Linked DNA regions of Mus musculus: regions 2, 3, 4, 5, 6 and 7 are each linked to region 1. The links are chromatin contacts, called in public HiChIP or PLAC-seq and promoter capture Hi-C maps. All regions are on one chromosome and are shown on one strand. Each heading gives the region's core, a stretch centred on a gene start, on an enhancer-like site or on the middle of the called end of the contact. The rest is flanking DNA. Distances are from core to core; before and after follow the strand shown. Region 1 holds the start of Cbfb (core binding factor beta). Region 2 holds the start of Slc7a6 (solute carrier family 7 (cationic amino acid transporter, y+ system), member 6). Region 3 holds the start of Pla2g15 (phospholipase A2, group XV). Region 4 holds the start of Tk2 (thymidine kinase 2, mitochondrial). Region 5 holds the start of Cmtm2a (CKLF-like MARVEL transmembrane domain containing 2A). Region 6 holds the start of Ddx28 (DEAD box helicase 28). Region 7 holds the start of Cmtm3 (CKLF-like MARVEL transmembrane domain containing 3).

Region 1 (4,181 bases), core at 983-3,482:
CACTATACCCGTGTGTGTGCATGCACGGGCACACATATACACAAACATTAAAAATAAATAAATAAATGAAGCCATGCAGTGGTGGTACACACCTTTAGTCCCAGCACTTGGGAGGCAGAGGCAGGTGGGTCCCTGAGTTCCAGGCCAGCCTGGTGGACAGAGTAAATTCCAGGACAGCTAGCATTACACAGAGGAAACCCTGTCTCAAAAAACCAAAAATAATAGATAAATAAATGAATGACTAAGTGAAAAGATGGTAAAATAGCTGAAGATCCATCGATAGAAGTTGTTGGCATCCATTCATGCACCTAATCTGTTCTATAGGCTTGGGGTGGGATGGAGGGTGCCTGCCCCAAGAAGGAGATAATTCCATATTTGCTAATGGAAGGAGTATGTCTTTTAAAACCATCAACCTAATCACCTCCTTCCTCCTTTTTTGATTCTCTTTTTTGGCACAGGTCCTCGGCTCAAGAAATCTTCCCACCTCGGTGGCCAAAGTCGCTGGCACTGTAAGTACGTGCTGCTTACAAATTTCACTGCTAAAACCCCTGACCATGAAGGCTGGGACTGCAGCTCAGTGGTAAAGCGCTTGATGAGGTGAATCCCTGGGTTTGAACTGCACCGCCTAGACTGTGGTGGTTTGAGTGAGAAATGGCCCTCCCGTAGGCTCAGATGTTAGAATACTTAATCCCCTGTGATGGCACTGTTGAGGTGTGGCCTTGCTGGAGGAAATGTGTCCCCAGGGCCATCTTTGAGGTTTCAAAGCCACTGGCATTCCTAAATCTTATTCTGCTTTCTGATTAAAGATGTGAGCCCTCAGTTTCCTGCCTCTGTCACCATGCTCCACCGTTCAGGGATTCTAACCCTCTGGAGTGGTAAGCTCACACAAACTCTTCTTATAACGTGCCTTGGACATGGTGTTTTATCATGGCAGTATGTTTTACTCAAAACACACACACACACACACACACACACACACACACACACACACCACTCCCACCAACAAACCTTTAATTTTGGGTAATCAACTCTCCAGACTTCAGTTAAGATGATTAACCCTCCTAGTTTGTTAGGGACTGAGCAGCTTCAGAAGGCTTGGGGGGCGGGGGGAGGTCATTGCTAAAAATGAGAGCTGTCTATGGCAAACTAGGACAGTTCCTTACCCACGTTTAGGTCCCTATCTAATAAATGAGATTGGGCTGGACTAGCAGTGAAATTCTGCCAAAATCTGTATTCAAGCAGGCATTAACAACTGACCTCAGAACTGATTCCAGTGACTTATGAGTATCTTTTCACAATCCTTAGCATCTGGCCAGCTGCTGCCAAGAGTTGGCACTTACCTGCCATCCTTGAACTGAACTTTTAACAAACTGCGATTTTTAAGGATCAGAGTTTATTGAGGGTCAGCTTTAGCTCAAGCTCTGCTGCAAACCCCGAGTCTGGTTTTCTTCTGCTCTGGTAAGTTCTCTAGAACTTGCAGATCTTGGATTTTTTTTTTTTTTTCTTGTTTGATTGCACATTTGGGTAAAAATATGGACTGGCAACCGGTTACATATAATTAAGATAGTTTTCCTTTAAATGATGTGCTAGATCTACATAAACACTCTCCTACTAACGCCATGAACTTATGAGTGTGCATTTTAGAAATTACTAATCTGAGACTTACTGGTCTGGTACTTGTCTAAACCTTGTCTGCAGGCAGAGCTACACGGAATCCTAAGGCCAACCCCGTTTCAATAGCCACCACCTTTTTACACCATGATTTGGTTAGATGCTTACTTCCACCTTTCAGTGCACAGTCCACATCCCTCCCTGTATGCAAAGTCCTCTAAGATTTAGGTTTCCTTGAATTCAAGTGGCCCTTCTGGGGGTGACTCTGCGTGGCTGGCTGGGGAGCCAAGAAGTTCCAGATCGCTCACAAAGGGCCAAAAAAAAAAAAAAAAAGGTCTGCGGGTCCGCTTCTAGTTGCTAAGAGAGGGGCGGATCCCTTCTGGGCGGGTTGTTCGCAGAGAAGCCCGCGGACAGGCAAGGGGAAGTGCTGAGGAAGGAGCAGGGTTTCACTGCAACCCAGCGGCCCCGCAAGCGGGTGGGTGGCGCATGCGCGGCGCGGGTCGTGGAGTTGTGAATGGTGCGTCTTGTTTGCTAGAGTTTGAGGCGGGCGGGCGCGCGAGGAGGAGAAGGAGGAGGAGGAGGGGTGGGGCCGGCGCGGGGCGGGAGAGCGAGGAGGGCGGCGAGAGGAAGTGGCGGCCGCAGCCGGGGGAGGCTGGAAGCTGTGTCTGCGCGGGCGGGCGGGAGGGAGGACGGCCGGCAACGGCTGAGGCGGGCGGCGGTAGCGTGGGTTGGGCTCCAAGCACACGGCCGCACCTCAGCCTCCCTGGAGCGGGAGGCCACGCGGGCGGGCTCCTGAAACAAAGAGAAGCGGGAGTCCGGGTGCCGCGGGTGGGCGGTCAAGGCGGTCAGCACCGGAGCCCGCCAGCGGGTGCCCGCGCGAGCCTGGGGAGCGCGGCCGGCCGGCGCGGCCTGAGGGCGGGAAGATGCCGCGCGTCGTCCCGGACCAGAGGAGCAAGTTCGAGAACGAGGAGTTCTTCAGGAAGCTGAGCCGCGAGTGCGAGGTGAGGCGGTTGGGGAGGCGCGGAGGCCTCGGCGCGCCCCGAGTGGGCCCGGGGAGGAGAAAAGTTTGAGCGGCTCGGTTGCCGGGAAGCCCCCGGGACGGCGCGCCGGCCGAGGGGGAATCTCGCCCCGGCAAGCAGTCCGCCCACAGGCTCTGCTTGCCCTTATCGGAGCCGCGGGGAGCGGGCGGGCGGGCCGGCGGGTGCCGCCGCGGATTTGACTCCTGATTTCGGGGCCGTCTCTCTGCCTTGCAGATTAAGTACACGGGCTTCAGGGACCGGCCCCACGAGGAGCGCCAGACACGCTTCCAGAACGCCTGCCGCGACGGTCGCTCGGAGATCGTAAGTCGCCGGGGAGGGACCCCCCCACCCTACCCCCGGTGCGCGCGGGGAGGCCGCGGGGACCCAGGCGCGCGCCAGTCACTTGTTGCGCGCGGCCCCGGGCGTGTTCCGGACGGCGCCGCGGACGCTGCGGCTCCCGGAACTGAGCCGGGGGCGCAGGCTCACTTCCTTAGTCCGGATTCGAAAAGCAAGAAAGAGGCAGATGCTGGCGGGGCGGCTCGGCTCGGCCCTCGGGCGGACCCGCCTTCTCCTTGGCCCGCCGCGATGGTTCGGTTCGTGGGATGGTTTGCGTGTCCTAGTGCCGGCTCGGCAATCCGAGCGGAGCTCCAACCGGAGCTTGGCGGAGGTTGTCGCCTAGGCTGTGACCTCCGCCAGACATCGGGGTGCTTGTAGGAAGGATACAGCCCTACGTGTAAAGAATCATTGGAGGGGGATCAGCGATAGGCTTGTTTCTGAGAAGCGAGATTGGTAAATCTATATGAGAAGCTATCTCCCAGTACAGCCGAGAGTAAATCTATTCCACTTATCTGTTGTCCTAATAGAAGAGAGAGACTGTCCTAATAGAAGAGAGAGACGAGAGAAAGGGCCCCAGTGGATGAACAATTTTCTTTTCTTAAAATGTTAAGAATCCGAAAGAAATCTATATTTTCCTTTTTCTAACCTCGATGTGCCTGTCTGAGTATTGGAGTTGCTAAAGAATTGCCTGGTGCTACACAGACAAATCCCATAGTTCATCTAGAGGTTCCTGTTTTATATTTGAAGACTGCTATGGACTCGGCAAGTCCTGGGTTGAAAAATATCGAAGTGATCTAGTTCCTCTCTTGCCTCTTCGTTATCCTCCTTAGAGGTGTTGGTTAGGAAGCAACGAAAAGAAGAACTGTAGGAAAGAGATTTTTTTTGGTTGGGTGGTTTTTGTTTTGTTTTGTTTTAAACTGAAGCACTGTGTAATGAAATCCTAATATTTGCTCAAGTGACAGACCCATTGCCTTAGCCCAAACTTTAAGTAAAGGTACAATTTGAATACAGGTTAACAGTATAAGGCTGTTGGTGAATGTCGCTTTTTTTTTTAATTGAGATGTAGTTCGTATAACAATGAACAACTTGTGCTCGCTTCGGCAGCACATATACTAAAATTGGAACGATACAGAGAAGATTAGCATGGCCCCTGCGCAAGGATGACACGCAAATTCGTGAAGCGTTACATATTTTTAAACTTTATATGCCCCAGAA
Region 2 (4,181 bases), core at 1,198-3,697, 1.0 Mb after region 1:
TGACCTAAATCTATGCAGGCTCACTTATTCTTCCAGAAGGTGTGTAAGGATGTAAGGGTGTCCAGCTGCTGCCCAGGCTGCAATACCTACAGCAGTTTCCCCTCCCCAAATTCTAATAGTCACTGCCTGACTCATTGTGGATCTCTTGGTAATGGCGTTTCTCAGGTGGGGTAGGGAGCTTACATCAAAGAAGTATTGGTGGTCTCATATCCTGCTCCCCACCCCTCACCCCCCGTACTACCCTTCCTCTTGCTAGGGAATCAGAGTCTGGCTGCTGGCTTGTGCTGGGGAGCCTCCCTCATCCTCAGATCTGTTGGATTCCTGCCATGCTCCTTCTTTGGAGCTGGAGCCTGAACTCAGGGCCCCTTTGAGCTGCGTCAGAGACTGATCAAGGTTTCGAAGACGAGAACCCAAAAGGGGCAGCACCAACAAGGGGTCCTCAAGGACTGCATCCTACGCCTATAGGTTGTTAACTTCCTAAGAAACCTGGGACCAAAGGCTGTGTGGTTCCTATTAACATGTTAAAGTGGACGAGGCCAGGCTCTGTTACTACCCAATCAAGAAATTGTATTAGTATTTCTCGAGCCAGGTGTGGTGGCGCAAGCCTTTAATCCCAGCACTCAGGAAGCAGAGGCAGGCAGATTTCTGAGTTCGAGGCCAGCCTGGTCTACAAAGTGAGTTCTAGGACAGCCAGAGCTATACAGAGAAACCCTGTCTAGAAAAACCAAAAGAAAAAAAAAAAAGAATTAGTATTTCTCACCAGCTTCTCTTTCCTGTATACTCTCTGACATTTTGGCTAAGTGTTCTCTTGGTTCTTCTCATGGCCTCTTGGTCCTTGCCACCTCTCTTCATTCATTTGCTTGCTCTCTCTCTCTCTCTCTCTCTCTCTCTCTCTCTCTCTCTCTCTCTCTTTTCCTGCTTTCCCCCACCCTGTCACCTCTCATGGCCTGGTCTATCCTGTTGGCTATGTTCAGGCTGGATTCTTCCAAATGCCTCTGGCTGTGCTCTCCCTAATAGCTACAATAAAAACCTTCTCTTCGCCGGGCAGTGGTGGTGCAATGCCTTTAATTCTAGCACTTGGGAGGCAGAGGCAGGTGGATTTCTGAGTCTGAGGCCAGCCTGGTCTACAGAGTGAGTTCCAGGACAGCCAGGGCTATACAGAGAAACCCTGTCTCAAAAAACAAAAAACAAAAAACCTTCTCTTCAACCATACCTAGGAGTGATCATGTCCCTGTTTTTTTCATTCATCAGGAAGGAGGAAGGAGAGCACTTTAGGAGAGGTTTAGTTAATTATTTGGTTTTTCCAAAGTTTAAGTGTAACAGAACCCTGGCTGTCCTGGACTCGATTTGTAGACCAGGATGGCCTCGAATTCACATAGAGTGACTTCCCACTGCCTCCTGAATGCTGAGATTAAAGGTATGGGCACTATTGCCCGGCACACTACTTATCTCTCAATAAGGTTTAAATCTTAAGCGAGAAATGCAGAAAGAATGGGGTCCCTTGCAAACAAACTCCCAAGTCTGTTTCTTTCAAGGTATCTGACAAGTTGTAAATATTTAGCCAGGAGATATGTTCCTCCTTTAGATGTTTCGTCCACTTGATCTCCTAGCAGGCTATTCCTGGAGGAAATACTGATTTCTTGGGTTTTTTGTTCTTGTTTTTTGTTTTTTTTTTTTTTTTTTTGTTTTGTTTTGTTTTTAAAGTCTGATAGCCTACGAGAAAAGCACAACTGTCTCGTTAGACTATATTTATCCCTGCCAGACTGGTCAGTTGTTAGAAGGTCCGGTGGAATATAAAAGGCAGGAAGTCTTAGAATGAACGCCAGCGCCACTAGAGGAAAAAGATAACCTAAAAGGAGATAGAGGAGCAACCAACGGGAGAAGAAAAGGTCAGGATGTCCCAGCATCCCCAAGAGGGGTGTCAGCAGGGTCGGGGGAGACCAGGACAAAGCGAAGAGAGCCAGAAGTGGCAGCCTTCCTGGGTCTAATGGAGTCTGAACTGAGTGTCAGAGCACCGGTCCCGGGAGTGTATTTCTTCCTGGGTTCCCGGGCTGAAGGGAGGCAGTTATCTAGATAGGGAGGCGGTCCAGAGCTCTTTGTGTCAACTGTCTGGGGTCCCACTGGGCGTGCAGTCCCCAAAGGCCAAGGAGGAGAAGGTGTGTGTGGGCCCGTTAGAGCTCCAAGCAGCAGCATCCTCACGTGGAGCCCCAGAGGCTTCAAGTGACTGCGTGGGGAGCCGGGGAGTGTCCATCCCAGGTGAGGGTGACCGCACCCCAGTCACAGCCCGCGGGGAGAGTCCGGGCGCGGCCTGCTGGAGGCTGCTCCGTAACGGTACGCGGATCGCCCAGGGCCCCGGCGTGCTCCAGTGCCCGGAAGCAACGCCGCCTGGGGCCCCCGCTCCGAGCCGGGTCCCCTGGCGGCGCGCGCTGTCGCGATCCGGTGCGAGTGACGTGGCGTGGGCGGGGCTTGAGCGGCCGCCGGGGCGACGGCGCGACCGAGCATCCTGGAAGCTCCGGGCCACGAGGAGGTAGCTGGCGAGGCCGAGGAGGTGAGGGGCTGGCTCCGGTTCGGCTCGGGGTCGTTCTGGTGTGCGGCCGAACACTCTTGCGTGGCCTCCGTGGCCGCGTGCTGGATGCGGGGCCGGAAACCGCGTGGGGCGGAGGGCGCGGGAGAGACGCGGCGGCTGAGAAGAGGACGCCGGGAGCGTGGATCCCTGGAGTGGACCGCCGTGTGAGGAAGACGCAGGCGCGCGCGCGGGCGCGTGTGTGGGGAGAGAGACCCCGAGGGTGGCTTTGTGAGTGTGCAAGATCCCGAGTGTAAGGGGGACTGTTTGTGAAAAACTGTGAGATGGTGAGTGTAAGGGGCCGTGTGTGTGTGTGTGTGTGTGTGTGTGTGTGTTTGTTTGTGTGTGTGTGTAGACGGAAAAACCCAGAGTGCGAGGAGGAAAACCGTGGGCGTGAGGGTGGCTCTGGAGTGTGTGCGACCCTGAGAGAGACGGAGACGGTGAAGGAGGTTTGAGTGTGAGAGAAGCGGGCGTGAAGGCTGAAGGACTGAGCCCTTCGCAGTCCGTGACCGTGCGAGCCTGGGTGAACCTCCCTGGAGCACTGAGAGGTGGCGGAGGAGGAGGAGGAGGAGGAGGAGGAAGAAGCCGTTGTGTGTGAGGAGGGCAGAGACAGCAGGGCGGGTGTGTGAATGCAGGAATGCAGCTTCTTGGGGGCTGTTGAAACCTCTGACTCCGGTTGGGACTTTTAGAGTGCTGAGGTATTGGCGTTTGGGAACACGGTGCTCTTACTCTTTTGAGTGTCTCCTGTATTTTGTCGTCTCATTGGACCATCTCATGTCACAATTATCAGGAAATATTTGGGAAATGTTCGGAAAATTTCTGTTACTCTGCACACCAAGCCAAAAGGCTGGTCACCGCGTTGTGTAATGGGTCAGTATAAATAGAAAACACCTAATTTAACAAGTCTTGGGGAACCAATCGAGATCACTGGGTTATGTGTTGGAGAGAATGCAATCTCCGCTGTTATTGGGGGGCGGGGAGAACGACCCCTCTCAGTTTTGGGCAGCTCATCTAACAGGCTATATATGCTCAGCTGTTTGGCTCCTTATATCTGAGAGCCAATCGATCTCGGATTTAAAGACTTAGGGGGAGCAGATTTTAAAGTCTGCAACTGCTTCCTGGGGTCATTTTTACTTCTTTACCTGGTGAGGTCCTTGAGGAATCTACCCAGGCTTCCTATTTTGTTCAAGTTCCATTGTGATTTCATACAGATAGCTTTTGCTTCCCGACATGGGTCTTAGGCTGTTTACTTGAGTTATATTTGATTTTTCTTTCCTGGCAAATGTGTGGAAAAATCACCACCCTGGTGGAGAGAGAAGGCAGTACTTGCCATGCAAGTGGGTTTCATTTCTAGCACCTCGAACCAAAGAGAAAAAGAGAGACAAAGATGGAAACCATAAGCCTGATCCCCTCTCCATACCCTTCCCCACTGGAGACAGGGCTTCTGTGTTTAGCCCTGGCTGGACTCTTCTCTGTAGACAAGGATGGCCTTGAACTCAGAGATCAGCCTGTCCCTGCCCCCCCCCCCTTTTTTTTAAACCAAAAGCATGTTTCATTTATGTGGCTGGTCTGCTAAGTTTCTTGGTAGAGGAAATTCTAGAGTGTGGAGATGTTCTAT
Region 3 (4,181 bases), core at 1,091-3,590, 980 kb after region 1:
CACAGTGGGCTGGACCTTCCCATGATCACTAAGAAAATCTCCTACAGGCTTAACTGCTCACATTCTGATCCTCTGGAGGCTTTTTTGAACTGAAGTTCCCTCTCTTTTTTTTTTTTTTTTTTTTTTTGCCAAGTTGACAGAAAACCAGCCAAGACATTGGGCCATGTAGTAAACCTTTGTCTTTAAAAAGAGGGAGGGAGCTCAACTCCCGATTTTGTCCACAGTGCCAGCAAAGGTCACGGTTAGCCATTCCCGTAGCAATCCTGACTCCTAATAGCTTGGGTGCTTGGGGAGGTGGTGCATCAGTAAATCCCAGTTGAAAGAGTTGAAAGCAGTGCCACTCTTCTGAAGTCTGTGGTCTTCTGGGACTGTGGTCATCTGAGGATGATAGTTTAGCCAAGATGTTCATACTGGCCAATGCCCAAGGTTGTCCAAGCCTTCTAGCACCTCCCCACCCCCTCTTGGCTCTGGACTTCTGACTGTTCCTAGTCTTGGCAGAGTGTCTCGATGACTCTGTACTGGCCTTCACCAGACCAGTCTGTAGCAACCTCTTACAGATGCAAGAGATTAAAGTAGGAGGCAGTGGGGCCTAATGTATTGGTTAGTGGGCTTTAAAATGCCCTGTTCTCTGGGGCTAGAGAGATGGCTCTGTAGTTATGAGCACTTGTTGCTCTTCCAGAGGCCTACAGTTTGATTCCCAGTACCTATATGGTGCCTCACAACTGTCTGTAACTCTATTACATTAGACTGAAGTCCTCTTTCTGACTTCTGCAGGCACCAGGCATGTATGTGATACACATACATGTAGGCAGAAATACTCATACATCTAAATAAAACAAATAGATCGTTTAAAAACAAAACAAAACAAAACTTTCTAAGCTGTGAGGTGATGGCACACACCTTTAATGCCAGCTCTAGGGAGGCAGAGGCAGGGGGATCTCTGTAAGGTTGGGGCCCAGCTTGGTGAGTACCAGGATACCCAGAACGGCCGAGAGAAATCCTCCTGTCTCAAAAAACCAAAATACAATTTAATAAATAAATAACTTCCTATTTTGCTATAAAAACTAGAATTGTTGGCATTAACGTGGGGTCAGCTGTTTACCAAGAAGAGGGAAGGAAGAGGTGGGGGGTGGAGCAGAAGTCTTGGGACCAAGCAGTGTCCCAGAAGCACAGTTGGCCTTCAGAAGGAAGTATGTAGAGGGTTATTTCTCAGAAGCACTGGTCAGTTCACCCCCAGAGTGTTGGCATATTACTGGGTGTTGAGCCTTTTGCCTACTACCGTCTGGGCCCCAGCTCCTCGCTCCAGTCAGTCTTATGCCCTTCCTGAGTCCTCAGGCTTGCGCGGACAGGGGCTAAAGTGCCAACATGAGCTCTCGAGCCCTGTTCTTTGCAGGGGAATCCTACAGAGAAATGGTTCAGACTTTCAGATCCAAACCACTCCCAACTCTATTCGTGTGCTGCACTTACAGAGTGACAGACCGTTTGAAACAGGCTGATCTCTGGGCCGTAGTGCCGCAAGCCTTTAATCCCAGCACTTGGGAGGCAGAGGCAGGCGGATTTCTGAGTTCAAGGCCAGCCTGGTCTACAAAGTGAGTTCCAGGACAGCCAGGACTGCACAGAGAAACCCTGTCTCGAAAAACAAAACAGAAAGAAAGAAAGAAAGAAAGAAAGAAAGAAAGAAAGAAAGAAAGGAAGGAAGGAAGGAAGGAAGGAAGGAAGGAAGAAAGAAAGAAAGAAAGAAAGAAAGAAAGAAAGAAAGAAAGAAAGAAAGAAAGAAAGAAAGAAAGAAAGAAAGAAAGAAAGAAAGAGAGAAAAAGAAAGAAAAAAGAAAAGAAAGAAAGGCTGTTTTAGCTTCTTCTCCCAGACCTGCTTCTTGGGTTCTAACATGCATTTCTACCGGCAAGGCAGACAGTAAAAGTTTTCTGGACGTGGGCGGCCAAACCTAGATGCCCCTGGGGATGCCAGTGTAAAGGCCGTATAAAGGTCCTGGACAGCTGCTGGTCACCCGAGTTCCAAAACACTAACTTCCTCTTTTTTTGTTTAGAGACCATTCACCCATAGCAAATGAAGGGCATGTTTTTGGTCCTTGTGCTGTGGGAAGGCTAGGAATTAGGAATGAGAACTACTTGAGTGGACTTTGAGAATTGTTCTGTGTTGGGTTCACGGTGAGGTGAGATGGGGCTGTGTAGGAGCAGGGCGACAGCTGGGATGATAAGCGGCTCCCATCGGTTGGTCGATCGATGCGTTCGGCGCGCAGCAAAGTCCCGGAGGTGGGCATGGGCGGGTGGTGAGCTCCGGTGGGAGGGACGCTCGTGGCGGAGAGTTGCAATTGGTAGAGCCTTAGCAAGAGGCGGGTCTTAATTGACTGGTATCTGCGAGCGGTGGGGTTAACTAGCTGAGCTGCGGCCCGGGCCTAGGCACGATCCCTAATCTCTAAAGCAGCCCCTTGGACCTGCGACCACAGTCTCACGCCATGGATCGCCATCTCTGCACCTGTCGCGAGACCCAGCTCCGGAGTGGCCTCCTGTTACCTCTGTTTCTACTAATGATGCTGGCAGACCTGACGCTCCCGGCCCAACGTCACCCCCCGGTGGTGCTGGGTGAGACTCGTGTTCAGGGTGGTGGTGGGTGGATCCTGCAGGATCCAGTGCAGCCAGGGTCTGGTGGGCCAACTGCTCTGTTGTGCATCTGCTTTAAGCACGAAACCCAGAGCATTTGGTTTCTAACCTGGGTCAGTTCGGTTAGCCCACCTCCCGCCATACCGGGCATGGGTGTGGTCTGGAGCCCTCTGAAACGTGAGAGTAAAGGGAATAGATAATGTCTGGCTTTCCACTCCACCTAACTGCAACAGCTCCAAACCTTGCCTCGCCATGCCCCCATTTCTTAGCTGGAAAGACTGAGGCAATTCAACCCTACTTCAGCGGGTTCCTAGGCAGTCTCAGAATCGGTCATTACCTCCTACCCTCTCTATTTCACAGGGAATGAGTGGTAGCAAGTTCTATCCACGCTGGCCCCCAAAAGCATTTCTCTGCTCTCAGCTTATGGAATGGATGGTATTGACTTTCGAGGAGATGGCCTAAGGGAAACAGGGTGGCTAAGGGAAGGGAGGAGAGAGGAATGGGGTTGGGACAACAGTCTTGAACTGGCGTTGAGGGAGTCCGGGAGTCTGAGAGCATGCCTCCACTCTCCGCTTCCAGACCTAATTACTCTAGGCTGTACTGAGGCCAGGTGACATTCCCTGCCCACTTGCTCTTCTGTCTTAGACTTGGCAGCGGAACAGAAATAACAATGTTTCTATGTGGTAATAGGCCAGGCTAAAATCTCTAGGAGTCTTAGATGCCCCATTCAGCCAATGGAAGTCGTTTTGAACTGGTGTTTCGCTGGCCAGGACTCCTGAGAACAGAGACATGCTGAAACGTACGCTATATATATGTTTATGTATGTATATGTGTGTGTGTGTGTATATATATATATATTTTCTTTCTGCTGGAGCATAAATTCCTGTGCTCTTTCTTCCCTTTTTTCTTTTTGTCTTGTCTTAGACAGGGTTTTTCTGTGTAACCCTGGCTGTCCTGGAACGCACTCTGTAGACCAGGCTGGCCTTGAACTCAGATACCCACCTGCCTCTCCCTCCCAAGTACTAAGATCAAGGGTGTATGCCACCATGCCTAGCTGAGAAACCCTCTCTTGAAAAGCAATGTCATTCTAGGTCAGCGAAGGGGATGGGGGATTCTGAGCCTAGGTTCCCTTTGAGATTTGTATACAGCTGGACCTGCCTCTCTCAAGCTTCCTGGATGGTAGTAATAGTGCCTCTCAGAGAGGTCATCCTGAGAGGTGAGAGAGAGAGGTGTGGGAGCGCTGGGGAAGCCTTCCTGGAATATGCAGGAAGTAAGGTGGCTTGGAAGATTGCTCCAGGCTGGTCAGCATGGAACTGGGGGAAGGCAGGAGATATGGGTGGTGTAGAACTTGTGACTTGGTCATCTGGACTTTAACCCTGAGGACCAGTGTGAAGAAGTCACGTGTGAATGTAAGAAGATCTAAGAATAAGGCCCATGACATTGAGATGTGTGTATTCTCTGACCACATACGCGTTTCCTACTTGAGGCAGAGTCTTTGTAGCCTTGTCTTCTTGCTGTAGATCAGGCTGGTCTTGAACTCACAGAGATCTGTCTGCTTCTCCC
Region 4 (4,181 bases), core at 1,070-3,569, 920 kb before region 1:
GACCAGGCTCCACACTACCACTTTCTACAAACTGCTACTGTACACCCAGGGGTGCATCAGACCATATCCAGAACAGGTCCAACACTTGGCAAGGTTAGCTCAACAATTACAAATACAAATTCTATGTCACTAGCTATCCATATTTTCTTTCTCTCCTTCATTCATTTTATTTATTTATTTTGGTTGTTTAAGACAGGGTTTCTTTGTGTAACTCTGGCTGTCCTGGAAATCCCTCTGTAGACCAGGCTGGCCTTCAACTGAGAGAACTGCCTCCCGAGTGTTGGGATCAAAGGCCTGTGCCGCCACCACCACCTTCCTCCTCTAACTTTTTAGATGTATTTTATATGGATAAATGGTTTGCCTGCTTGTACGTCTGTGCTCCAGTGTATGCCTGGTGTCCATGAAGAGCAGCAGAGGCGGGGTCAGATCCTTTGGAATTGGAAGTAAACAGTTTGTGGGCTGTCACGTGAGTGCTAGGAACAAAAACCTGAATCTTCTGTAACATCAACAAGAGCTCTTAACTGCTGAGCCATTTCTCCAGCCTTGAAAACCAAGCCTCCTCTTCCTGTGATGTCACTCCTGCTTCCCAGGGACACGCCTTCCTCCTGACTACCTCCACTGCCCCACCAAGGGGTACAGGAGGGCACACCTTCCACCCTCCAGAGGCACTAAGGTGCTCCAGCTGCCTTCTCCCCAGCCATCTGAGCTCAAGGCTTTCAGCTCCCTTACAGAAACGGGCCCTGACCACTTGGGAGTGACACACAACTGAAATCCCAGTGTTCAGGAGGGGTCGAAGCCGAAGGATCACAAGTTTGAGGCCAGCCTGGGGTGAGATGATCTCAAAGGAAGAAACTGAACCCTTGGGCTGGTGGTAACCAAAATACTGCTGCAACATTTAAACCTGTCTAACTTGCACTTCCTTTGACCTCACAGCCCCAACCCCCAGAGCCTGCCTGTCAAGCACCTCCTGACTGAGGCCACCCTGAGGTCCCTCGTGGATTCTCTGGTCTCCACTAGACAGCAGAAGGAAGTGAGAAGAACACTTCCCCCCACATCTGGGCGGGGCAATCGGCAGTGAAGCAAATAGATGCAATTTAAGCCGTTTAGATGGCTCGGTCAGCATCTTTGGCAGTTCACAAACACCTGAACATGAGTGCTTACTACCTGAATGCAGCTCGAGGCCCCACTCCCGCCCGTACACACAAGAAATGGCTAACGGTGATGGAATCTAAGGAGAGGAACCGGGCCACAAGAAGGAAGAGAGATTTGTGACCCTGGATATCGTCTTGGGTTTGGTTTTTCACTGTGCGCACCATTGTTTTTGTTCTCCGCCTCAAAAAAAAAAAAAAAAAAAAAAACAAAACCAAACCGAAATTACGCTGGAGAAAGCATGCAAAGAGAAACTTACCACTGCTTTTTTCTCCTTATCATTTTCTCTATCTTTATCTAAAAAAGGAAAGGAAATCGATGTTTCAATTATTCACTCTGCTCTGTGCTGACCTGATAAATGACCACACAGTCATTGCGTATGCGTGTTCCCTGGCTTACAAAAAATGTTTGCCATTCTTGGGACTCTCTACAGTTGGGTCCGTATGTGTCGCTGTACTGGGCCCAGGCCCATGTGTGCTTGCTTAGTTTCCTTTGCTCGGTACATTCTACTTTCCGTTTCACCTGGATTGTGTGCTTAGGATCTTCACAGCGCACCCAGGGATAACCTACACTCTGAGAGATTCCAAGGGTTGGGACCCAGGCTGTCTAGGCCAAGACTGGCAACACTGCCAACCCACCTGGCAGCAGCAGCCCGAGGCCAATGAAAGCTATGTCACCTGGCTTCCATTTCCGAAGAGAAAGATCCGCACTGCCAGCAAGAGGAGAAAGTCGCAAGCCTGAACCCGCCCCCTAGGTCCGCAGACACCTGCATCCACTAAGAGCTGATTAAATACAGCTCGTGCCCCAACTAGCCACCTCCCAAGCCTAAAGAATCTGACAATAAAAAATAAAAATTAAAAAAATGGGCCGAGAAGCCGCGTTTGAGCCCCACTAAGTGCCGATCCTGACAGTTCATTAGGGTCCCACAGTCCCCAGACCCTTCCTGGGGACTAGCAGGTGAGGGGGCGGGGTTCAGTGTGGCCCCTACGAGGTGGCACAAAAGCACTAGTTACCCGGAGGCCAGGCGCGGCGAGGTGCCCACAGCGGCCCGGCGCCCGAATCGAGGCTCCCGGGGCTCCCGGAGCTCCCCGGGCCCACGCTACGCAGGGACCGGGCAGCCCAACTACGCAGCGACCGCAGCAGCATAGTCCCTGGCTGATGTGCAAGTCCTACTTCCTTCCGGTGCGTCCTGGAGCCCCGCCCCACCCCTTGTCCGGCCCCGCCCCTTAAGGGATCCGCTAGTATTTCTCCCTCTAGGCTACACCGAAGAGATTCAAAGTGAGGATTTCCCCACTTACAGACCGCAGAATGGCCCTGACCCAAGTAGATTTAGAGAATGGATGGCATAATAATGCCGGGGACTGCTTAGTATATCCGATTACTTCCTTGGTTGCCGGCTCCATCCACACCTCGCACCGCCTACTCAGGATGTCCTGTATTTTCCTTCGAAAATACTCTGCAAGTAGACCTTGTCAAACTTGGGAACATTTTCCAAGCTTGTCCTTGGGCTTCAAAGGGCCCTCCTAGGTTTAATCCCCACCATCACAAAAAACAGTGTGAGGGACACAGGTGAGAGGGCCGTGAAAGCCATTGTTCCCAAATGTTACAGTCTTTGACATTTTCAACGTTTGGATTTTAATGTTCCTCGGGAAAGCATAACGAATATCTCCCCTGAATGAACAAAAAAGGGATAAGAAAAAAAGCATGTAAGGCCAACTTGTAAGCAAAAATAAGCTTGGGTACTATAATTCACCCATTCAAGACCAATAAGCCCAGATGTTGCCGCCTTGACTGTATATGGGCAGTTACAATGCGTGTAAAGAAGATTTCCACTTCTTCCAGGTGGCAAGATGCTGGCAGTCGTCTTGGGCAAAATGAAGAAAGACATTTTCTGGGTTTTGTTTTACTCTTTTAGATCTGTAACAAAAAAGCCATCACCCTAACAGGGCTTCCTGTTTATTTGCTAGGCACCTAGTAAAGGCAAATAAAATCTTCAAATTCAAAGTCGACAGTTGTGTGTGTGTGTGTGTGTGTGTGTGTGTGTGTGTGTGTGAGCGTCTTGGGGTGAGATTGTTGGTAACTGTTGATCAGATTCAGCCAAATGAACAGATCTTAGATGGGCAGGATCCAAAGAGATCTAAATGGACTGGGGTTGTGGGCTAGTTAATTCTTACCAAGGCAACACAAACTAGAAACACCTCGGGAAAGGGAGCCTCAATTGAGAAACTGGCTGCGGCAGATTGGCCTGTGCGCATGTCTGTGGAGCATATTCCTGTTGCTAATTGATGAAGGAGGGGTTTTGTTGTTGTTGTTGTTTTGTTTTGTTTTTGTTTTTTGCCTCCTTGCTATGGGCAATGCTGTCCCTGGGCAGGTGAGCTGCGGGTCTTTATGAATGAGCAAACCAGAGAACTACTGAAGCTGATAAACACTCTTAGTTCTTCTGCTTCTGCTTCTTCTGCCTCCGGTTCCAGCCTTGAGTTCCTACTTTGTCTTCCCTCCTGTAAGCCAAATAACCCTTTCTTCCCCCAAATTGCTTTTGGTCAGTGTTTGTTTTATCACAGAGAAGCAAACTAGGACGGGTGGTTATTCAGTTCTCCAAAAGAAATCATGAGACTTAATTCACATAATGGAAGTGACATATTCTTCCTGTGTCTATCATCATGAAATGCTCCAAGATGGTTTGTCCTGGCTACACCGGAGCACTTTATAAACTGTGGGACAACTAACAGCAGTGGGAGGCGAAAAGTACTCTAGAGACAGGCTTGCACGTTCTGAGAGCAAGGACAGACTAACAGGGCCAGGCCATAAGTTCAGGCTATATATTCTATAGCTATTGATGAGTGGCCCAGACCATGGGGACCCTTCGAGCAGAGAAGCAGACAGATCCTTGCTTTATAGAATTTATATTTTTTATTTTAACTGATACATAATTGTATTTATTTACAAGATACCATTGGATGTTTTATTACATGTGCACATTGTGTGATATTCATATCAGGATAAGTCTGTCTCTTCGGAATAATTTCTGTGCT
Region 5 (4,181 bases), core at 645-3,144, 880 kb before region 1:
CTGGACACCAACAGCTTTTAATAAGAGGGCCGGATAGATAGGTGGTTATGGCTAACAGAAGCATATTCCATCATGTTTGAATGTCTTCCCTCCCCCCCCCTTCTGTGTCATAGTTGGGTAACACCCAAGAGTGAGTTGTTTGTAAATGAACAAGGTGAGTTGGAACATGATGTGTTCATTGGCTAGGACGGAGTTAAGGAGTTATACTCAAAGATTCCATATGTGATGTGGGGGAATTTAGGGCCTGAGTCCTAAGACACAGTGACAAGAGTTTACATGTAGTCAGTCTCACTAGAAGTTGTTGCCGTCTCCTGTGGTACAGATAAGAGAGAGAGGAATGAGCAATGAGGTCACCCAGCTTAGCCTCACCCATTGGATGACTGTTTTAGGTAAGTGTGATGGTTTGTATATCCTTGGACCAGGGAGTGGCACCATCTGGAGGTGTAGCCTTGTTGGAATAGGTGTGACCTGGTGGAATGGGTGTGTCACTGTGGGTGTGGGCATAAGATCCTCACCCTAGTTGCCTGGAAGTCAGTCTTCCACTAGCAGCCTTTGACTGAAAACGTAGAACTGCCTGCGCCATGCCTGCCTGGATACTGCCATGCTCCCACCTTGATGATAATGGACTGAACCTGTAAGCCAGCCCCAATTAAAGGTTGTTTTTTTATAAGACTTGCCTTGGTGATGGTGTCTGTTCACAGCAGTAAAACCCTAACTAATACTGTAAGCTATGCTTCTGACGAATTCTTTATATTCAGAGACCTGACACTTTTTTCTCCCACATGATTGATATTTGCTTCATTTTACTGTACTGGTTTATGCAGAGTCTGGTTTTCTTTTTTCTTTTTTTGAATCCTAGATTGATATTGCAATAGGACATATGCCAGCATTATCAGAAATGGTTGGTTGTTATGCCTTCCCTATTTCTATCTATCTATCTATCTATCTATCTATCTATCTATCTATTTATTTATTGGTTTGTTTTTTTTTTTTTTTTTTTTTTTTTTGAGACAGGGTTTCTCTGTATAGCCCTGGCTGCCCTGGAACTCACTTTGTAGACCAGGCTGGCATCAAAATCAGAAATCTGCCTGCCTCTGCCTCCCGAGTGCTGGGATTAAAGGCGTGGGCCACCACACCCGGCTCACCTTCCCTATTTCCGAGGACAGCAAAGCCTTTGCGTCTTCTTTCTTTGACCTAGCACAGTTACATGTTTGGGAGCATCTCCTGCCTGGCTTTTCCTCTCCAACCCAGCTTCCCAGCCCTGAGCACCGGTAGAGGAGGTGAGGTTGTCTTTTTTCCAGTTGTTAGAATGTGACCCACATTACCCCCCTCCCCCACAGTCTTTACTTACCGCCATAGGCCAGAAGACGAAGGGAATGTATCTGTTGATGGCTAAGGTGTTAAGGAAGATGAAGAATATGCAGATTGCCGCTTCCATACAGATGAGCAGGATCAGGACCGGATGTGGGAGCATTGTTTCAAAGTAGTCTAGTGCAGAGATCATGCAGCCCTGGGTGGAAAAATAGATACACCTGAGCTGCTGCAAGCACTCTCCCCTACTTCTGAGGACCTCTCCAATCCCAACAACATATCGACTCCACTCCAGTATACCAAAGACAGAAGCTTGAACACGGCGTGTCCTGACAGCCAGAACTCTTTATTGCTCTCTTTCAATTCCAATAGATAGCGTCGAAGCCCCCTTTTTGGGGTCGTGTCCTCTCTGGGCTGACCTCCTCTGGGCCGAAATGGAAACTTTATCGGTGCTGCCATGGTTGTTAGCAGGTAGTTCTCAGCTTCCTACCGCCCAGCCTTGTCTGCAGTCGCTGAACAGGCCCAGCTCGAGAGAGAGCCTGGTGTCTCCTGACCTGTTCAAGGGTGGCTCTCAACTGACCACTGGAACTGCAGAATTCTAACGCTTGCTCTTGATTGGCGCGAGCCCACCTCATCTAGTGGACCAGCAGGATCTCCTCCATGCAACAGGAACCAGACAGTCCCACCCTCCATGCACCAGCATTCACTGAGCCCCACCGGTCCTAGCCAGGCCGCCCTCAAAAAGGAGTCCCAGGTTTGTGGCTGGCCTTTGCTCCCACTCCCTGGGGTCCTTTTCCTCCCAACCTCCAGGGGCAGCTTGTGGAGCAAGAGGCAATGGAACGCGCGACTTTTACAGAAGGCCACGGGAGAAAGCAGAAGTGCTGCCAGCATAGAAGCCGTGCCTTTAAGGTCACACTCACGTACGTGGGCATGGGAGCTCCGTGATGGCCTGGTGGGAGTGATTATACATGTAGATATGATCTTGTGTCACCCAGCGGAGGGCTGGGTGACGTCAGTGCTGCTTCTGCCTCAGTTGGGTGGCAGAGAGCTTAGTTTCCCTCGCCAGGGAACTTTTCGCTTTGTTCCTCCTCTTCTCAGTAAACAGCAATGCATCGATGACACACAGGACTGCTGCCGAGAGGCACAGGATCTGTCAGACACAACGCGGGTGGGAAGGAAAGGCCAGATGACTTTACAAGCTCAGCTCCATCTCTCATTCCTATTCCTATCCCACGAGGGCAGGAGTTGCAAAGGCCCTGGGTCCCTCCAGGCTGCAGTAGGCCAGGTTTCTCTTTCCAAGAAACCGGAGGCAGTGGGTTTTGCTGCCTACACTGGCCTGAACTTGACTAGCTATTCCAGCCATAAATGTTTCCTTCTGGGCTACTTGATGACAGTTTCCTAGGAAGTCTTGTTCTAGTCCCTGTGTGAGTTTCTCAGGGGAAAGGGCTCTGTTCCAAGAACCCAACTCGAGCTTGGCACAATCCAGTGGGGTTGACAAATAGTCACCAACTATAAAATGAACTTCAGGGACTTAAACTCTTTTTTTTTTTAAGTAAGTTTCTATCTTTTTCTTCATTCTTCTTTCATATGTGTCTGTCTCTGTTTGTCTGCATTTTGTGTATGTGTGAATGTATGTATGTGTGTAGTCCTGTGCATAACACATCATGTGTGAAGGTTAGAGACAACAGGAAGGAGTTGACTTTCTCCTTCCATCGTTTTGATCTCAGGGCTTGAACTCAGGCCGTCATGCTTAGTGGCAAGTACCCCTGAGACATCAGCCCTGCCTCAAACTGTTTTCTCTTCTTGATTAACTTCTGCCCACATTGATAAACTTGATCCCTTGAAGTCCCATTCCCTTACTTTTCCCATTCTTCGAACATTTGATTGGCTCCTCTTGCCTCCTTCCATTTGTTAAGGATTTAGGCTCAGTTTATATAAGCCTTGTGAGCCAGGACAAAGTACATAACCTCAGTCTAAGGACATGGGTGTCTGTAAATCTGAAAGTTCAAAGATTAAGTCAGGGAGTTGGCAACTTGCTTGTTATTGGCAGAATGTTACCCCAGCATTCACAAGGCCCTGGTTTGGACCCCCAGAGCTGTGTAAACCAAGGATGGTGGCAAAAACCTGAAATGCAGCATGGGGGAGGGAGGAATTGAAGCAGGACAATCTGAAGTTCAGGGTTATCCCCAACTACAGAGCAAGTTAGAGGCTGGGCTGGATTAGAGTCCTTATTATAAAACAACAAAGAACATTGAAGCGATGCCTAGACAGATGCAGGACACACGCAAGGTCCTTCAACCTAGACAGGATCCCTTCCTCTTTGAACAAGCTAAGTTACTCAATTTTGACCACCTCTCCCGCCTCCTCTTTTATATCTGTATTTAACATGGTTCTCCCATCCTAGTACGGTGGTTTTAATGAGAAGGGCCTCCGTAGGGTCATATATTTGAATGTTTGGTTCCCAGTTGGTGGACAGTGTAGGAAGGGTTAGGAGGCTTGGCCTTGTTCAAAGAGCTGTGTTACTGGGGGTGGGCTTTGGGGTCTCAAAAGGACTTTTCTTTTCCTTTCTCTACCTGCAGCCTGCAGATCATATATAACCTCTTGGCCATTTGCTCCAGTGCAGTGCCTGTCTATCTACTACCCTGCTCACAGCCATGATATCCATGGACTCATCCTCTGCTACTCTAAGCCAGCCCCAAATCAAATGCCTTCTCTTGTAATTTCCCTTTGTCTCTTCACAGCAGTGGAATGGTAACTAGGACACCTATTTATCAGTAGTTTTTCTTGCAATATTTTATATGCACTGTATTTTATTTGTTAATGTTGTTCTATAGACTAAAAAAGAAAAACTTATTTGGAGAAAACATTTT
Region 6 (4,181 bases), core at 908-3,407, 840 kb after region 1:
GAAAGGGACCCTGTCTTTAAAAAAGAAAGGAAGATTACTAGAGACCAAGTCCATTATGTGATATACAGTGCCAACTTGTTTCAAAACACACAGATAAATCACTTTTTAAAACTCCTAAGAGGTCCACTGAGATAGCACAGTGGGTAAAGGCACTTGTCAAGCAAGTGGGATGATCTCAAGTTAGATCCCTGGAACACACAGAAAGGTGGAAAGAGAATCCTGACTACACAAAACTGCCCTCTGACCTCCACACACACATACAATGAGAAGAAAAAGAAATCATGACATAGTGTAAAGTCAAAATCCACTTTATTTTCTGAACGTTACTTTCCAATCCTGTCCAGTAGTTTACTTTTCAAATCTCCAAACAATTCATCATGCTTTCAGAGAGGCAAGGGCTGGCGTGACTCAATGTCGCCCACTGACAAGTGTTCAACTTCCTGCTCTAGCACTAGATTCAAGCCAACCAAAAATCAGGCCTTTTGAGGCAAAGGGTCCCCCACTGAAGATGCTAGTCCTGGAAGGCTTCTCCTTCGGCGAGCTGCCAGTTCAATTTTCTGAACCAGGCTCACATCCCAGGGGTGGGTCACAAAACTGATAACGGACCCTGGCACTTCGCTGCCCACACGACCCACCCTTCCTGCTCTGTGGATGTAATCCTGCAGGGTAGGGGGGAAATCGTAATTGATAACCACTTCCACGTGGACACTGTCTAGGCCTCGGGAGGCGATGTCTGTGCAGACAAGTATGTTCTGGGAGCCCTTCTGGAAACTCTGGAAGATACCTGCCCTCATTGAGGCCGGCATTTGCCCTTGCAGCCTTAGATGTTGAATCTTGTGGTCATCCAGAATGTACCCAAGCCAGTTCACGGTGCTGGCGCTGTTGCAGAATACCAGGACAGTTCCCGAGGGTTCCGTCTTACTTGCTTTGTCCTGCTGTTTGAGGATCTGAACCAGTTCTGTCACCTTGTCTGCTCCCTTCAGTCTCATAAATGTCTGTCTGACATGAGGCATGAGACAGTGCAGCTTGGAGCTGGTAATGGTGGTCAGACTGTCTGGACTGGTGACTTTACTCAGTAACTGGTTTAGGCCTTCTGGAAACGTGGCTCCCACCAGCACTAACTGGGCTTTGGGATTAAAGGGGTCTTCTAACTCGGCTGGACTTTCTGCTATAGGGCTCTTTTCCAAGATGTAGTCCACCAGTTCCAGGAAGCTTTCATCTAGCAGTGTGTCTACTTCATCTAGCACTATGAAGTTAAGATGCTGTAAGCTGATCAGTTGACTTTTCAGAGCCTTCCACAGCGCCCCTGGAGTAGCCACTAACACATCGGCTGCCGGTCGTCTATACAGCTGAAGTTTGAGCCTACTCATCCCGAGGCCTCCGCCAAGTTCTATCACCTGCAGGCCCAAGTACCCACCCAGTGACTGGGCCACTGCCTGCACCTGTTCGGCTAGTTCTCGGGAAGGTACCAGAACCAAGCCTCGAGGAGCCGTGAAACTGCGGGAGTCCAGGTCTGACCCTCTCAGGAGCCGCTGAAATAGGGGCAGTAGGTAGCTAAGCGTCTTGCCACTGCCAGTTTCCGCAGCGCAAAGGAGGTGGCGGCCTCGAAGCAGTGGGGGGATGGTTTTCGACTGCACTGAGGTTGGCTGCACAACTTCGGGGACAGCCTCCTGAAGCGCCAGCAGCACTCGGGGTTCCAGACCCAGGTCCACGAAGCTGCCCCGGGACGAGAGGTTCCTCAGGGCGGGCGCCTCTTGCTGCACTCGCTCTATGGAGAAATGGTCTTGCCGCGATCGCCGATGCTTCCAGCCACGGGAAGCCAGTGGCGCTCGCTCCCAACGGCCCAGCGTGAGGCGTGCGGGCTGGTTCAACTCCGGCCGCCGCGCCGAGACCAGCAGGGGACCGGGGCGCACTAGCACTGGCCGCTGCAAACTCCCACGGCCGCTCTGTCGCTGTTCCTGCCGTCGCTGCAGAGCCCGCGGAACGCGCACCACTGGCAAGGACTGGTCGGAACCGCGCACCACTAGGTTCCGTCGAGGCTCCAGAAGCAACCGTACTGCTAACGCCAGCAGCCGCGATGGCCCGGCTAAAGCCATATTTCCCTTGATGCAGAAGAGGCGCGCGCTAATGACGTCAAGCACGCCACCGTAGTCTGGAGTACGGTGGCTGGCGCGGATCAGGGTGGCGTGTGGCGCTGCAGCACCGGCTGGAAGGAGGGAGGAGGATCCTTAAGAGTTCAGTGGCTGCGAGGTCTGTAGGTTTCCACCCGGCATGGCGATGTCCAGATTGGAGTCATCTTTGGGGAAGGGTACTCGGTGGAGGCAGGAATGGGAGTCCGCAGTAGGAGGGGGCCATGGGTCCCTGGCTCAAGGAATCGAGTGAGGATGGCCTCTGTCATTTGAGTGCTTAATTTCTGATAGTCTTAACTTGTGGTCTTCATTGCCTCGCTCAGTCATCCCATAGAACTCCAAAGGTACAAAGTTCGACGATGTTTTCGTAGATATGCAATCCACTCAAAGCCTGGGTGATGCAAGTTTGCTGAGACTGAATGAATGGTAGGCCAGGGGACTGAGACAGAAGTTGGGAGTCTGGGTTTAAGCTCAACCCAGTTCTTTAGTTTAGAACCCAGAGTGCATGCTGGTGGCCTTCAGCTTATTTCGTCTTTGAAGTTAGAGAGATGGTCTCCGTTCTTTCAGGTGTAGTTTCTCAGGTTTTTTTTTTTTACACTTTGACCCTACCTCTCCAGGCAAGTTTCACCCTCCTTTCCTTGTCGTCGCCCCCCCCCCCCCCCCATGCATCTCAGCCTGGACCCATCACTCTAGCGGTCTGCTCATAGCCACTGGCTTCTCAGGCAGATTCCGAATTGCCTGACTAGAAGTAGAAAGAAGGGTCCCGTTACCCTCCTGGAGTGATGAAACTTATCTCACATAGCACCGGTCAAGCAGACTACTTGACATGAATTTAGTGGTTCAGGTTATTAAACGTTTAATTTTTTTTTTTTACTTCATACTTTTTGAACATATCTGAAAAAATGGGCATCAAGTGTCTGGAGTGGGAGATAAGGTCAATGTTTGTGGATTGATTACCTGGGAGGTTCCTAACGTCTGGAGAAAGTGTTTTAATTTCATTCATGGGCTGGTGAGTTGGCTCAGTGGGTAAGAGCACCCGACCGCTCTTCCGAAGGTCCGGAGTTCAAATCCCAGCAACCACATGGTGGCTCACAACCATCTGTAACAAGATCTGACTCCCTCTTCTGGAGTGTCTGAAGACAGCTACAGTGTACTTACATATAATAAATAAATAAATCTAAAAAAAAAAAAAGTTTAATTTCATTCATTAGAGCTGGCCCTCCATATTTATAGGTGGACCTCTGTGGAATTTTCCACTGTAGAGTGAGAATATTCATGAAAAAAAATGTGTCTGTACTAAATATGTATAGACATTTTTCTTTAATGTTACTCCCTAACAATACAGTATAACAAGTATATACATCATGTTTATATTGCATTAGTCATAAGCAGTTTGCAGATGATTTAAATCATGTGGGAGAGCGTTGGGGCATAGCTTTGTGATAAAGTGCTTGCCTATTAGCGTTTGTGAAGTCCTGAATTCAATTCCCCCCTAAAATCAAAAGTACCTAGGAATTTTATGTAGGAGCTTGAGTATCCTCAGATTTTGGTATCTTTGAGGTTCCTAGAACTCCTAATAACTACCTATTGATGACTTTACCATTACATAGATTAAAATTTAGTTGAGTGTGGTGGCAAATGCTGTGAATTCCAGCACTTAAAATTCAGAGGCGCCGGGCGTGGTGGCGCACGCCTTTAATCCCAGCACTTGGGAGGCAGAGGCAGGTGGATTTCTGAGTTTGTGGCCAGCCTGGTCTACAAAGTGAGCTCCAGGACAGCCAGGGCTACACAGAGAAACCCTGTCTCAACCGCCCCCCCCCTCCAAAAAAAAAAAAAAAAAGTCAGAGGCAGGTAGATCTCTGAGTTGGAGGCCGGCCTGGTCTGTATAGCATGTTCCAGTCAACCTGTACTGTAATAGCAAGACCCACCTTAAAAAAAAAACAAACATAGGACATAGGTTATTTAATTTTATTTTTCTTCTTTATTGTAGTGAGGATGCAGGCCAGGGCCTGTGCATTGGTAATAGTCAAGTGCCTTACTAGTAAGCTACAG
Region 7 (4,181 bases), core at 901-3,400, 830 kb before region 1:
GACCACAGTTGCATCTGAGTTGGATCCCATATAGTGGCAATGCTAGTTCTGGGAAGGCAGAGACAGAACATCTGGGGCTCATTGACCAAGTAAGTTTAGTGGAAATCCCATGTGTTCCAAGTTCAATGATATATATTCTCAAGAAATAATATGGACAGTCACCCATAGTGAGAATTCTGGAATTTTGGTTTCCTTAGAAAACGCAGAAATAGTTCTAAGGATTTGTTTTTATTTTAATCCCAAGTGGTGGGATATGGGGGATGCTTCAGATTATCCTCAGCAGCTGACTGAGATTTGTCTCGTGCTCTGGCGGAGTATGATTTTGCTAGCTGCAGATAGTTTAGGCACTTGTGTGGCGTTTGGAATTCTGGGAACTTTTCAGAGGGTGTATAAATGCTAGGATCCCAAGAAGCAGGGTGGGCTGTTGATTGGTTGGTGTTGGCTGCAGTTGGTTAAATAGATATGAGCAAAGAAAAAATTAGTTATCTTGACAGCAAAGCTCAAACTTGCCCCAATCAGCAAGAAGGACTAATAATAATGTTGCCCCTTTCCAACCCCTGACTTTATTCTGGGATCTCTTTCCTTTCCTTTCTCCTTTCCTCTCTATCCATTTTTCTCTCTTATCTAGTGTTAGAGGGTTGAAAGTGTGGAAGGAAAGGTATGGAGAAGGGTGGAAGAAAGAAGAACCCACTAAGTAGCCAAAAACAGCTACAGTCACCTCTGGTCTCTATCAGCACCCAGACACAAGAAAATGCACACACACACACACACACACACACACACACACACACACACACACACACTGTTAGAAAGGACAGATGTACAAAGTCCCCGTGGCAAGAGGAAGCATCAATTTTCCTGAGGGTGCAGTGGGAGGGATCATGACTAGTGATCTTAGCGCATCCGGGTGACAAGGAAGAAAGCATTAGTCTCTTAAAGAGCCTCACGATAGTTAATGGGGCAGGAGTGCAGACTTAGTGGTATTAAGAGAGCATCCATGATGGGCTAGCCGTGGGGGAGAACAAGGATAATTCCAGATCTCTGGTTAGTCCAGCACAGAACGAACCCAAGCCTTGGGCAGCTAACGAAAGAGGCCAGGAAGGAGGATGGGCTGGCTGAGGCCTGACAGGAGCGTGGCCTGTAAAATAGAGGAAGATGGGCAAGCCAAGAACTAGCGGGAGGGTGGCCTGGGAAGTAGTAGGAAAACTCTGAGAGGAGCCAAGAAGGGGAAAGCACTCTGAAAGAACTGATCTCGCCTGGTTAGAGCCAAGCCTGGAGAGGACTTAGCGGAGATGGGGGTGGGGTATGGGGGCAGTGTCCCTGTCCTGGAGTTGTCTAGGCAGTAAGTTACTTCGAGCTTAAAGAGCAGAACCGCTGAGCAAGGACAGGTGGTCGCTTTAGGGGGCGCTCAGGGCAGATAAGTGGGTCTGTGTCAGTCAGGACGGGGGGGGGGGGGGGGGGGGTAAGGAGTCAAACGACAAAAGAAGACTCCAGGCCAGCCACACAGAGCAAACAGAGAGCTGGAGTGCGAGGGGACTGGGAGGATCTGGGTACAGAATCTGTGTCACCCCGGGACGTAGCAGAAATAGTGAGTGCGGGAGGTGGGGAGGTAGGTGCTAGAAGGCTGCATGGGAAGGGGTGCGAGAATGGGGCAGAAGATAGGTGGGGCAGGTAAAGGAGGTGGGGGGGGGCAGTAGAGGGGGTGAAGAATGAGAAGTGACCGGAGGATAGAGGGCCAAGGATAGTCGGAGGGGCAGTGTAGTGCAAAGATTCATGGGTGGGGAAGTGAGAAGAGCAGGGTCGGAGGGACTGTGGGGTGCGCCGGGGTTGGTGGGCGGGACAGGATCGAGGGGGAACTGAGAATGAAAGGACAAGGTGCAGGGAAGGATCCTAAGGCTAGTGAAGAGGCAGAGGAAGTAAGTGGAAATAGAGAAGACAGAGAGAGACAGACTGGACTACATCTGAGGGGCAATGAGGAGTGGTTGGAAGGATGGAGCAGGATATGGGCAGGACGTAGGCAGAGGGGGAGTGGGGGAGGAGGAGATGGGAGGATCCACAGGACGGATGGGTAAGGCAGCGTCCACGGAACACGGGGGCTGCGTAGAGAATGGTCGGAGGGAGGATGGGCGGGGCAGGGTTCGAGGGGCAGTTGTGGGTGGGGATGGGGGAGGTGGGCGGGACAGCGGAGGATGAGTCCCCGGCCTAGTCTAACTCCACTTTTTCTTCTTCCGCACAGCGGGTTTCCGCTTCCCTCCAGGGCGGTGGGTGAGGCAGTGAGGCCCAGGCTCGACCAGATAGCGCCGCTATGTGGCCCCCGGACGCAGAGCCAGAGCCCGATCCAGAGTCCGCGCATGGCCCCCGAAGTGGCAGGACAGTGCCGGGACTCCGAGCCCTGTTGCCCGCGCGCGCCTTCCTCTGCTCTCTCAAAGGCCGCCTCCTGCTGGCCGAGTCGGTGAGTGCGTGTGCTCCCCGGGTGCGTGAAGCCCGGTACCCGCGCCCCAGCCTGGGGCCTTGCACCTCCAGCCCAGGAGAATTTGGACCACCGCCCCCAAGCTTGCTACGACTTCTCTGTAGCGGAGCTCGAGTCAGAATCAGGCCCGAGCCGTGTTCTTCCCGGATTCTCCAGTCTGCGAGGCCCTCGAAAGGGACCAGAAGTCAAGGGTTTGGGGTCCTGGTCCCCGCTGGAGCCGCAGCTCGGCTGCTGTGTGACCTCGAGCGCCTCCGCCCTCTCTGAGTCCCCGGGACTGCTGCGCTCGCTAAGCTTCTTCTGGCCTCGCCCGCCCTGCACACCCTCCCACCTCCTAGGCTGAGACCTAGCCGCCTGTGTGGTGAAGATCCTACGGAGTGGGATGTGCCCCCGGGGAGTGGGTGAGGCAGGGGCCACGTAGTGAAGACACAGGCGGACCACTGTTTCAGGGTGGCGAGCCTGCGGGGTGACTTCATGCCCTCCTTCCCCCCTCCCGCGCTGTACTCCTTCCTCCTCCCTGCTTGTCCCCACCCGGATAGGAAGGTCTCCTTTGTCCTCCCAACACTCATCATCACGTGTGGGGCGGGAACTGGCATGGAGCCTATGGAGATGGGGAGAGGGGTGGGAGGAGGGACGGTGGAAGGAGGAAACAGACCATAGTGACAGCCACTTGTTGCTCAGATACCTAGCAACTTAATATCCGACCTGCTCCCACTTCGAGTTGGGGATAGGAGAGACAGTGTCTTTAACTGCTAGGAAACTTGGCAGGTGACTCATCCAGTGACCTTGAGGATATCCTTGAGGGCAAAAGGGGGGTTCTGCCCCAGGACCTCTCCGTTGTACCCCAGGACCTACTAAGGAGCATCAACCCTGAGGTCTCCGGTAGAACCTAATACTTTGTTCCTAAATGAGGTGCCAAGCGGACCTAGAGCCCATTTTCTGGCCGTTTCAGATCTCTGGAAGCCTCTGGGAGGCGTGGGGCGGGTCTTTGAATCTACTGGCCACTGGCTTCAGTCCTACCTGCCCAGTACCCCTTCATGGAAAAGGAGTGAGTGCCAACCAGAAGTCACAAGATGTCCTTGCCCTAGCTGGGTGCCAGAAAGACAGGCCTAAGAAAATATGAAGGGTAGTAAGCTCATAGGGTATAGGGGAGCCTCCCCCAGTCATTCCTCCCCCTTGGTCTCATGCAAGTAGGGAGTCTGACCTGGATAGAAAGCTGGAGGAAGAAGCAGCCACCAAGAACTGGGGAGTGAGAAAACAGGAGTGGGGGAGGGAGGAGGTTGGGGCAGGGGAGTGCCACCAGAACCAGACTTTTTCTTTTTTTTTTTTTTTCAAATTTATTTATTATATGTAAGTACACTGTAGCTGTCTTCAGCCAGGCCAGAAGAGGCGTCAGATCTCATTATAGATGGTTGTGAGCCACCATGTGGTTGCTGGGATTTGAACTCAGGACCTGGGGAAGAGCAGTCAGTGCTCTTGCCTGCTGAGCCATCTCGCCAGCCCAGAACCAGACTTTTTTGAGGGGAATGGGTACAGAAAAGAGGAGAGCCATACGAGCAGCCTTTGGCAAGGAAATACAGTAGGAGCTGATAGCAACCTCAAAACGCCTTTCTCTAAGCCTTAGTTTCCTGTTTGCCCAAAGGAAGCTCCTCTTCCCCCATGACTTGTTCAGTAAAAGAGATGGGAGTGGAGTTCCTGTGATCAGTTCATTTGT

What was found. Promoter capture Hi-C pulls out the DNA fragments that hold promoters and counts their contacts. HiChIP or PLAC-seq counts read pairs in DNA pulled down with a chosen protein or histone mark.
Region 2: a contact with region 1 is called in a promoter capture Hi-C map of liver, with 2.5 times the contacts expected there. The contact joins the promoter of Slc7a6 here to the promoter of Cbfb in region 1. A contact is called at or near these places in 2 of 39 promoter capture datasets (liver and pre-B cells).
Region 3: a promoter capture Hi-C map of liver shows a contact between it and region 1, with 3 times the contacts expected there. The contact joins the promoter of Pla2g15 here to the promoter of Cbfb in region 1. A contact is called at or near these places in 2 of 39 promoter capture datasets (liver and pre-B cells) and 1 of 115 datasets of contacts at active chromatin or transcription factors (pancreatic cancer cells).
Region 4: an H3K27ac HiChIP or PLAC-seq map of microglia shows a contact between it and region 1, with 6 times the contacts expected there. The contact joins the promoter of Tk2 here to the promoter of Cbfb in region 1. A contact is called at or near these places in 10 of 39 promoter capture datasets (the 3T3-L1 cell line, 3T3-L1-derived adipocytes, the HPC-7 cell line and 7 more), 2 of 484 Hi-C or Micro-C datasets (both in CD4 T cells) and 3 of 115 datasets of contacts at active chromatin or transcription factors (bone marrow-derived macrophages, memory CD8 T cells and microglia).
Region 5: a contact with region 1 is called in a promoter capture Hi-C map of stem cell-derived epiblast-like cells, with 2.9 times the contacts expected there. The contact joins the promoter of Cmtm2a here to the promoter of Cbfb in region 1.
Region 6: a contact with region 1 is called in a promoter capture Hi-C map of liver, with 4 times the contacts expected there. The contact joins the promoter of Ddx28 here to the promoter of Cbfb in region 1.
Region 7: a promoter capture Hi-C map of stem cell-derived epiblast-like cells shows a contact between it and region 1, with 3 times the contacts expected there. The contact joins the promoter of Cmtm3 here to the promoter of Cbfb in region 1. A contact is called at or near these places in 2 of 39 promoter capture datasets (hippocampal neurons and stem cell-derived epiblast-like cells), 3 of 484 Hi-C or Micro-C datasets (embryonic stem cells, reprogramming fibroblasts and uterus) and 4 of 115 datasets of contacts at active chromatin or transcription factors (embryonic forebrain, embryonic stem cells and microglia).

The regions. Positions count from the first base shown.
Region 1 is chr8:105,168,442-105,172,622 of GRCm38.p6, forward strand. Cbfb (core binding factor beta) reads left to right here and starts at 2,233. Exons shown (of 6, transcript NM_001161458.1): 1 at 2,233-2,612; 2 at 2,865-2,951. The coding sequence starts at 2,535. It overlaps Gm22063 (a small nuclear RNA gene), which reads left to right and starts at 4,055; the gene lies at 4,055-4,161.
Region 2 is chr8:106,166,407-106,170,587 of GRCm38.p6, forward strand. Slc7a6 (solute carrier family 7 (cationic amino acid transporter, y+ system), member 6) reads left to right here and starts at 2,448. Exons shown (of 10, transcript NM_178798.4): 1 at 2,448-2,548.
Region 3 is chr8:106,148,014-106,152,194 of GRCm38.p6, forward strand. Pla2g15 (phospholipase A2, group XV) reads left to right here and starts at 2,341. Exons shown (of 6, transcript NM_133792.3): 1 at 2,341-2,600. The coding sequence starts at 2,474.
Region 4 is chr8:104,246,239-104,250,419 of GRCm38.p6, forward strand. It overlaps Tk2 (thymidine kinase 2, mitochondrial), which reads right to left and starts at 2,320. Exons shown (of 10, transcript NM_021028.3): 1 at 2,163-2,320; 2 at 1,409-1,446. The coding sequence starts at 2,295.
Region 5 is chr8:104,291,287-104,295,467 of GRCm38.p6, forward strand. It overlaps Cmtm2a (CKLF-like MARVEL transmembrane domain containing 2A), which reads right to left and starts at 1,895. Exons shown (of 5, transcript NM_027022.4): 1 at 1,612-1,895; 2 at 1,352-1,510. The coding sequence starts at 1,770. Cmtm1 (CKLF-like MARVEL transmembrane domain containing 1) reads right to left here. Exons shown (of 4, transcript NM_181990.2): 4 at 2,256-2,461. The coding sequence ends at 2,324.
Region 6 is chr8:106,009,329-106,013,509 of GRCm38.p6, forward strand. Ddx28 (DEAD box helicase 28) reads right to left here and starts at 2,158. Exons shown (of 1, transcript NM_028038.3): 1 at 288-2,158. The coding sequence starts at 2,096. The coding sequence ends at 474. Dus2 (dihydrouridine synthase 2) reads left to right here and starts at 2,150. Exons shown (of 16, transcript NM_025518.4): 1 at 2,150-2,250.
Region 7 is chr8:104,338,444-104,342,624 of GRCm38.p6, forward strand. Cmtm3 (CKLF-like MARVEL transmembrane domain containing 3) reads left to right here and starts at 2,151. Exons shown (of 5, transcript NM_024217.3): 1 at 2,151-2,452. The coding sequence starts at 2,306.